Linked DNA regions of Dromaius novaehollandiae: region 2 is linked to region 1. A link is a contact called in public Hi-C data. All regions are on one chromosome and are shown on one strand. Each heading gives the region's core, a stretch centred on a gene start, on an enhancer-like site or on the middle of the called end of the contact. The rest is flanking DNA. Distances are from core to core; before and after follow the strand shown.

Region 1 (4,737 bases), core at 2,096-4,595:
CTGTGAATTTAGGAGAATAAAGATATTGAAGAGTATTGTTATCTAGAACTCACTGACTGTTTAGAAAACTTTCTCATAGCACAACTTCTCTGAGAAGCCCTAAAGGACAGTATGTGTTCAGGTATCCATACTATTCCTACTGCATGTCAGACAGACTGAAAGAAATAGAGCAAACAGTCATTTCTTTCCTTTGCTTTTATCACACACTGTGAGAGAAGTTATTCTTACTACAGCTCCAATCTGGCTCGCCTGGGAAGTGCTAGAAATCTTTAACCAATCTGTTGTAGAGTTGTCAACACTGGCTTCTCATTGCATTTGATAACCTAGCAGGAGTAAAAAGCTTCAGCAGCTCAGATTACAAATCAAAAATAAATATTCTTCTGCGAATCCCTTCTTGGATGGCCCTGCCCACCTCCCCAGTGAACTTTGGACTATTCTTCCTTTTCCTTCCTGACCCCAAAGCTATTCTTCCGTGTCTCCTTTCCACCAGGATTTGGTTACACCCTTCCTCCTTCACCCTGCACAGCTGTTCCAGAGCAGCCTCTTGATCTGCAGGGCTTTGAGAGCCGAGACCTGCTGCAGTCCCTGGGGACAGCAGGCAGCACCCAGGACATGAAGCAACCTCTGCAGATGGACCAAGGCCCCCTCCTGCAGGCCGGCAGCCTGGGATGCTTCCTCATCTCTGGAGGAACCTTCCTGGGCCTCTTTCCTCCCCCTCCTGCCACATGCTCCCAAACCAGAGAAATACTTCATCACCCAGTTAGTAATTTTTGAAACAATTATTGTTAAACTGACAAGTAAAAGCCTGATCATTGGTTCACAATATCTGCTTTTACTTTCATCCACTGAAACATTAGACCAGGAGGTGTCAAGTCATCTCTATCTGACAGCGAGTGCGGGAAATAACCTGACGAACAATCTGAACACAAAGTTCAAAACGGTGAATTCTGAGGTTTCATTAAAGCTAACAAGCATGTTCTGGTTTGTTCAGGCCCAAGCATACTTTTTTATTTTCTGCAGGCGATCGTGTGGTCCCAGTTTTATTCTTTGTGCTCTTCATGCTAGCACATATAATCCAATTTAGTGATAATGCATCCATTGTATCTATCACTTATAATTTTGATTGTTTGTGCTACATTAAAACAGATACTTGAAGAACTCTGTGCAGCATCTCTAGATTTATCCTAGTACAAGTCAGGTAGGAATGTGACCTTCAATATCATTATAATTTAGAATACTGTGAATTTAGGCCACCACAGAAGATCACAGTTAGTTTGAAGTGGTATTCAAATAATATGTATTTGAAATACTTTGAATAATATGAGGTATTTGAGTAATTGCATTTCTAGGTATCTATAGCTTTGAGGTATAAGTGTGAAGGAACCAAGAATACCATTTAAATTCATGGTGGAATTCATGTTTAAGGCAAACCTTAAGCATAACTTTTGTCTTCATGATTAATTTTGAATTCAGCATAGAAATAAAACTAAAAAGAATTTATCCATTGCCAGATTTTTCACAAATTCATCCTTTGTGCAGCTTCAGCTTAAAAAAATCACAATTGATCCACTAACCAGGTCTTACAAAGCTAAATATCTGGCAGAAAAAAAGAGAAGACTGAATCTCTCTCCTAGGACAGCTGTTTTCAAACTTGCAAAATTTCAAGTGGACAGATTCTTACCAACGCACCTGCAGGCATACCATAAGCTTTGGCTAGAGTTTTGCTAAGCTTCGGTATAAAATGGCCTGAACCAACGTTCACTGTAACTGATAAAAACCACAGTGAAACGTCTGGAAATATCACTTCTGGATGTGTGGGGAAATAATACTGGAAAATCTGTTACACTAGAATCTGTCAGTGATTTTGTCATGGATCTTTTCCAGAAATATAAAGTCTCTGGAAACTCTGAAAGAATGAAGGAAAACAACTGGTTTGTGGCGCAGGGTTTTTTCAAAAAACAGAAATTATGAAGAAAATTGAAACAACTTCCATAGTTACCCATGAAAAGTAAATTCATTATCAAAAATAACTTCATTATTTCTGTAAGAATGGGTACTATGTTATCTATAATTTACTGCATAGAAAGCACTGCATGTGATATTTCAAAATGAATAGAAATCATTAGGCTTGGCAGTGACAAATTAACCTAGTATTAGAAGTGAAGTTTGGCTCCATGCTGACATATTATGTGTACATTTGGCCTGTTAACACGTGTCTAAAGCAGAGTGCATGTGGAGAAAGATATTAAACACTGAAAATGGAATTACTATAATTGACTTGTAAACAGAAAAAGAAGGGTGTGTATATATATATAAAAGAGTCAGGAATAAAATGTAAATGAAGATTTAAAATATTTCTAGAGAAAAAGGTTAGGAAAAGCATGTGACATCCCTGAGAATTGTAATCTAATCTCAGGAGGCTGCAGCAAATAGTATAGAAGCCATGCAGAAACATATGTGTTACTGCAACAACTTAAAACTCTAAGTTTTTAAACAAAGTAATTTAATTTAAAAAATTTAGAAAGGTATTTGAAATCTTAAAGTGCAGAAGCACTAAAAGTGCAGAAGTACTACAATTTAAGCATCAGATTTTTCTTCCCCATAACCATCCTGGTTCATTTTGTTTTCAGCAAACTGTAGAGAGCTCGGGTTCAGCTTGTCATCTAAAAAACAACGGTCTGTTCTCAGCTGTTTTTCCGAAAGTCCCATTTTTTCCGTTTCAGATACGGGGCGGGGAGGGGGCAGGAACCTTTTGCCCTGCGGGCAGCTTGGGGGCTCCCCAGGCCCGCCACCTCGCCAGGCCCGGCCCGGCGCGACGCCGGCTGCTCCCTCGGGCCGCGGCGCCGGGTCCCCCGGGCCGAGAGCGGGGCACCCCCTCTGCAAGGGGACAAGCGCCCGCGGTCCCTCGGCGCGGCTGTGCGCGGCAGGGGCAGAGCCGGCCGGGGCCGGGGCGGCGGCGGGGGGGGGGGCTGGCGCCCCGTGAGCCCCAGCTTATCCGGGCCTCGCCGGACCGGCGCGGCGCGCGGGCGCAGCTCGGCGGAGGGAGCGCGGCCTCCGGCGTCCCGCGCAGTGACTGGCGGAGCCGCGGACGGCGGGAATCCAGTCCGGGTTTTGGTGCCGGGGACCATCGGGCTGCGGGGCAGGGCGAGCGGGAGCGCAGCCGGCTCGCTCCGCGCCCCGACAGCCGCGCAGCGCCGCGCAGGCCGGCGGAGCAGGGCGGCCGGAGCAGGTGGGCGAGCGGCGGGGCGGCCGCGCCGGCAGCGGGCTCGCCTGGCCGCGCCCGCGGGCCCCCATGGCCGCGGCGCGCCCGCCGCACACACCCACCGCCGCCCGCCGGTGAGCGCCGCCGCCGCCCCTTCGGCTCGGCGCTGCCTCGGCGCGCCCGCGGCGGGGCCGCTGCCCGCAGGTTGCGCTGAGCGCGGCGGGAGGGGCCGCGCCGCGCCGGGCGGAGGCACCATGCAGGCGCGGCGCCTGGCCAAGCGCTCCAGCATGGGCAGCCGGCGGCTGAGCGCGGGGCCGGCGGCCGCGCAGGCGGAGGGGGGCCGGCCGCCCAAGCCCGAGAGCGCCTGGAGGCCGCCCCGGCGGGAGGGCTCCGCCGCGGCGCTGGAGGAGGAGGACGAGGACGAGGACGTGGTGGTGGAGGTGGAGGAGGAAGAGGAGGAGGAGGAAGGCGGCGTCGCGAGCCCCCCCCCGCCGCCGAGCGGCCACGGCAAAGGCCCCGTCAGGGGAAGCCTGAAGGTGCGTCCCGGCACGGCGGGAGGCGGGAGGCGGGAGCCGGGCCCGGCCCGGGGGCGGCGGGTGCCGGCTGCCCGGCGGCGGGGGCGCGGGGCGGGGCGGGGCAGGCCGGTGCTCCGCGCCGGACCGGGGAGGCGGTTGGAGCGGCCGCCCCGCCCCGCCCGCGCGCGTGCGGGTGCCGGGGGGGGGGGGGGGGGGGCGCGGCCGCCCCGCGCTCAACAAGTGCCGGACAAAGCGGCTGTGGCCGGCGGCGAGTGGGGGAAGCGCGCTGCTCCGCGTCGGCGGCGCGGTAGTTGCGAGGGGTGGGCTGACCCCCGGGGCGCTGGGGCAGCCTGCCTCTCTCTGCCTCTCTCTGCCTCTCTCTGCCTCTCTCTGCCTCTCTCTGCCTCTCTCTGCCTCTCTCTGCCTCTCTCTGCCTCTCTCTGCCTCTCTCTGCCTCTCTCTCTTTTTTTTTTTAACCCTGAAAAAAATTAACGTTTTGGCAAAAACTGAGAGGCGGCAGGGGGAGAGTCGAAATGGTCCGTGCTGTGGTTAATATATATGTGTAGGGAGTTGCTGATACGTGAAGGAGTTTGAGTATCGAGACTAAATAAATTGTTGGTTAAAGTGCATGGTGCAAGGCTTGTTAGGATGGTGGCGATGGCGCAAGGTGCCAACTTGGCTGTTCTCGAAGGTTTTTTTCAGGAGTAGAGTTGGACCTGTGTGTGTGTGCATGTGTGTTACCTGGTACACAGTGCCAGGAGGGGTGCTGGGGGAATCCTACAGTTAGAAGGCAACCACAGTAAGGATACTTAAATAAGTGGCTTAAGTGATATTTTTGCTTTGTAACCACATTTATGAAAAGTTTCTAAGTGTTGGAATACTGTGCAGAGGCCTAATTCTAACCAGATTATTTGGTTACTCTGAATTAGGTGCTGAATGCTCGCAGGCAGAGATCCTGCAAATTTAGGCTTAAGTATTTTATCATGAGGGATTTTCTGTAGTTATTATTCCCTTGGGATA
Region 2 (4,829 bases), core at 1,041-3,540, 110 kb after region 1:
CAGTTTAGTTCTTGCCACTTCCTCTCGTGGTGCTCTGCCACGCACCCCATAGGAGGCACGGATGGCTCCTGATGGGCTCCTGCCTGGGAGCTATGGCCCTAGATGATCTAGCACTCAAAACACTTGGTCCTTCAGCCTAAGCATTGACTGCACTTCAGGGCTGGGGTGTACAAGACATGAAGAGTCAGACCTAACCTGATTATGTATGTTTCTTATAGTTCATCCTACAGAAAGAGAGACAAAAAAAGATGTATTAAGAGCATCTTTGCTTTAGAGTAAAGCAAGCCTGGACTGAACAGCAAAGAAAGATTTTGCTTATATGCAACCTATTCAAATGCACGATAGCAGTGTAAAGGCAGTGGTATTTTATCTATCCAGAGATGTGCACTCATCTAGTTTATATTCAGTTAATAATATTTTTACAGTATGTATTTGTATCTGATGGGCTAAAGCCCTTAATTTTATATTCTTTTCAAGAATTAGCATGGAATTCACGTTTTCCTATTTACTGAGCTACCGGACTATGCTAGTTTTCTGACTGCATAAAGGATACATCCAGTACTTCTGAGGTTTTGGGATTTTTTTTAACGCTGTCCTTTTAAAAAATGCAATGCTTTCTGTATGTTGCTTGATACAAAAAAAAACCCAACAACAGATTTCTTACCAAGGTCCCTACAATGAGATCCACAGAACCCACTGACTTGAAAAAATGCCTGAGGACAGGCAGCATCAGCCGTTACCAATTGCCGTACCGCCCATAGCTATGACCATTTACATCTGCAGAGGATCTGCCCCCAGGAAGGTTACACAGAGCTAGCTGAAGGGATGCTCAGGTGTGGTACAGGAGGCTCTTTGCAGCTGGTAATCTCCATTACCAGGACGTGGCCTATAACAGCAACAGAAAGACACTACTGCATTTCTCTGCAATCTGTACCTGTTCTGTGGGTCTGATTTAGCTCCAGCCGCAGTCCCTCAAATCAAAGCATTGACTGCAGTGGTCAGTCCTTTGTTGTCACTTACTATCACAAAATTTACTTTTTAAAATGAGAAAGAGCTTCCAACTCTGGCAGTAATGGACATACTGAATACTTTTAATATATCTATATATATTTGGAAAGTATTTGAGAAAAAGTGTTTTGTCTTTTTTTATACAACTTTTAGCCAAATAGAAATATTCTGATTATTACTTCTGTAGATATATGTCCACCTGTAAATAAATTCATATATTCAGGTACCTGAACCTGGAGGAAAAAATAATAATAAAGACTGTTCACCGGCTATGCGTTTTGCTAGCTTTCGGTTCCTTTGTACATAGGAAGTAACTGTTTAAATGTTGGGTGGGTTTTTTTTTCTTTTTAATTTAATTGCTGTTCCTCTAAAGAAAGAAGAAGAAGAAAAAAATCTTTTGACTTTGTTTTCTCTTTTCTGAGTTAATACGAAGATTTTCTAACTTTTTACTGCAGAAACGGATAAATACCTGGTGCTATGTGAATTTGAGTCAGACTGGCCATAACAGACACACCAGTTAGGATGCACTTTTCCTATGGCACACAATGTATTCTCTCAGAATGGACTTTCAAAGGACCATCAGATGTTTACATTTCTTCTTGTTGCCCCAAATAGTTTTGAATACCGAAGTATCTCCCAGAAAACAGAGAAAGACATGATGCATTACTGATGTAATGAAACCTTACATTTAGGTATCTATGACAAGTTTGTACAAATACCATTTTAGAGATAGTTGAAATATTGGGCTTTCATACTTTGTAATGCTTTGATGTGACAATACGTATGCTGTTGCTATCTAGTCTAACCTCATTGTAGACCTGTAATTTCCTGTTTATGGTTATGTCATGAATTGCACTGGCTTGAATTCAGCCCGATACTGGCTGTCCAGCTGAAATACTCTGACTGTTATGATGTCCACAAAACATTAATTAAATGCACTTGTAACTGACTAACTACCAAGGAGTATGTAAAATTATTCGTGTAATAAAACCCTTTGTGTATAACTTTTTCCTCTTTGTTTACGTAAAATTTAATTCTTCAACAACCGTGAATGCCAGCGCATCTGCCAAGGATCAGCTCAAATGAATGATAACCTTTGCATGGCCTCCATTATGAACAGCAGTTTTACAGCATGAACCTGGACGTGGGAAACTGCCTCTTAAATTATGGTGTGATGTATAAGTAGCTGCATTATGGTCAAAGGGAAGGAATTCACTCGTGTTCATGCTGTAATGTTCATGCTGTAAAACTGCTCCTCCTGATGCATTAAGCTGTCAACACCTGTTTCCTGTCCTGCTCTTGCCTGGCAGTAGAGGCACAGCCTCCCTACGTGCATGCAGGGAACACTCCTCATATGCAAAGTTTCATTTGAACGGGACATTGGTAAAGCTACTGAAGCTCCTGCTTTAAACTGAGAGAGACATTCCTGAAACAGGGAGTAGTTTGGGGTTGGGGGGAGCTATAAACTAGTAGTATTTCTGCCCAAGTTCACAACTCCCCTTCTAGCTTTGTTAGGTCATACGTAGCTTTTCTTTGGCTAATACATTCTGCAAGTCCAGCTCCAATATAAATAGCAAGGCTATTAAATTTAATGAGTTGCTTTTCTCTGCCTAGGCAGCACCTCCTCACCACACACATGCATACAGAGTCTTCCACCTGTAGGAAAGGATGTCTCTAAACTAACCTGTTCTCAAATGCAGGCTCAGAACAATAGAGAGACCCTACGCTGCTGCCCAGCACCATCCGTTCTCACTAACGCTCAGGCTTCTTGTCCAAATGGTTCCTCCTCTACCAGGCAGTGAATCCAGCAGGTCGCCGGCACTGCTGGAGTGAGCGGCAGTCTTTGGTCACTTCTGCTGGCGGAGTCTCTCGTCTTCGAAGTCCAGCTGCTGCCAGGCAGGCACCCAAAGCTGTCTAACTTGTAGCCTCAGAGACCTGCGACTAGGCAAGTAAAATTTCTTCAGCCAATTCCTCTAGGTATAAAAAGGAAAGGATTTGAAGTCATATAATTAGCAAGTAGGTGTTTTAGTGGTATTTCAGATTAAATCCCGCTAAATAAATGCCACTTTAAGAGATGATAATCTCTGCTGTAATTGATGTTCCTAAAGACAGACACATAGACCATTACAGTTGCCTTTATGCAAATAACGTTTTCTAATTTTGTACAGAGCAAACACATTAAAAGAAAAAGTATTTCAGTTTAGCCCAGAGAGCTACACTCCCTCTTCTCCACTCCCCCACAGGCTTTGTCTCTTTTTGAGGTAATTCTAAAAAGCTTTTAAGAAGTGACTGTCTTACGTACATTTGGATTAGAAATATTTTAGATGGTCAGCTACTTGCTTTAGAAAGTTTTGAGACAGAATGACTCCTCTGCCTGCACCAAAAACTTCCTCTAACCTCCACTCATTTCTTTTAGCCAAAATAATTTGCTGATTTCAAATTTGGGTTTCAAATACTCTTGGTTGCACAAAAAAGTACATCTTGTTGTCGAAAGATTCTATGCATTTTGCACTTAAAATGTTGCCATCCTCTTTTCTTTTATAATGGTACTTTTGCGACCTGTTCTCCAAGTCAGGTGCTACAGAATCACTATGATATAATTTTACTTCTTCTCCTGTAAGGTTCTGGTAGAAAGCTGCTGCTCCCAAAACAATTTATTAGAAATGAAAATACTACTTAGAAAACAGTAACATTATTTTGGTGCCCCTTAATTAAATGCATTATTTTCTACTTTATTTGCTTTAACTGCCAACATTTTTCTCCCCCTTACACCCACTCTTTTTCATGATGCCAAGAAAAATATTTAGGTTATAAAAATTACAGTATTGGTTTGAAGACCAAGCTATATTGCTTTTTATGGCTGTCAAAATGAAAAATAAACATTATACTAAGATTTATGTTCTAAATTTAGCTTTAAAGAGGAGAAAGAAAGAGAATAAGAACTTGCACATTCCTTAATTGTGTTTTCCTGCTTGTCCCCAGATGATACCACCATGAAAAGATGAAGGTTTTATTTTGTAATTGCTGGGGAAGGAAAAGAGAAGAGATTTCAAACACATTCATTTTAACACAAGGCAGATGACAAACAAATTTCTCATAATGCTTTGTCTCAGCTTTGTCTTAGCTTTGTCTTGTAGTCACCATAGTACGTCTTGCTCTGAGACAAGGCTTCATTGAATTTTTTTGCCAGATTGTAAAAAACAAAACAAAACAAAACAAAACAAAACATGGAGCAGGAGAAAGGGAGGAAACATTACCGAGGATTGGGTTAAACTACCGAACTTGTTTTTAAACCAGCCTTATGGGATAATTCCAAGTTTCTAGAACTGACTTAGCACCAAGCTTTAACTTCAATATTTTCCAATAATATGTGATCATTCCCTTTTGGTTACAAGACTATGGTGACCCTTCCTTTCCAGACCTTTTTGGCTGTAAGCTAGGCAGGCTTTTTAGCTTTCTTTCTTAGTGTTACAAGGAAAAAATAAATATAATGCTGTTTTAGAGGCTCATATCCCAAAGTTAGTTTTGCAAATGAAAACACATGGAAAAAGGAAAAGTAACTAGAAAACAATCCTTTATAGTGAAAGTTGTAAATACGCACCAGATATGTTTGTATTACACACACAGCTATTACTGAAAACAACTCAGTGCTCACCAGGCTTTCTGAAACAGGTGGGAACTGCAGATTCTCTGCATCTGAAAATGTTATGATTAAGACCATTCATTGCAGAGGCAAAGTTATCAAGGACTGACCTCTTGTGGTATGCAATGAAGCTACAGTCTCCAAAAACTGAGTTAGCAAAAGTCAACACAATGGCAAG

The links. Hi-C and Micro-C count contacts between places; a contact is called where the count stands out from the background.
Region 2: a contact with region 1 is called in a Hi-C map of ovary, with 2.2 times the contacts expected there. The contact joins the enhancer-like site here to the promoter of ZNF704 in region 1. A contact is called at or near these places in 3 of 4 Hi-C or Micro-C datasets (brain, liver and ovary).

Annotation. Positions count from the first base shown.
Region 1 is chr2:124,720,502-124,725,238 of bDroNov1.hap1, forward strand. ZNF704 (zinc finger protein 704) reads left to right here and starts at 3,346. Exons shown (of 9, transcript XM_064507365.1): 1 at 3,346-3,738. The coding sequence starts at 3,457. It overlaps LOC112983522 (a long non-coding RNA gene), which reads left to right. Exons shown (of 2, transcript XR_003259250.2): 2 at 491-1,071.
Region 2 is chr2:124,829,216-124,834,044 of bDroNov1.hap1, forward strand. LOC135327595 (a long non-coding RNA gene) reads left to right here. Exons shown (of 2, transcript XR_010387932.1): 2 at 1,464-2,017. Among named protein-coding and RNA genes, the nearest start is that of ZBTB10, 80 kb to the right of the region's middle. Within about 2 kb of position 2,291, at least 2 of the 2 cell types and tissues checked have open chromatin away from gene starts, as enhancers often do.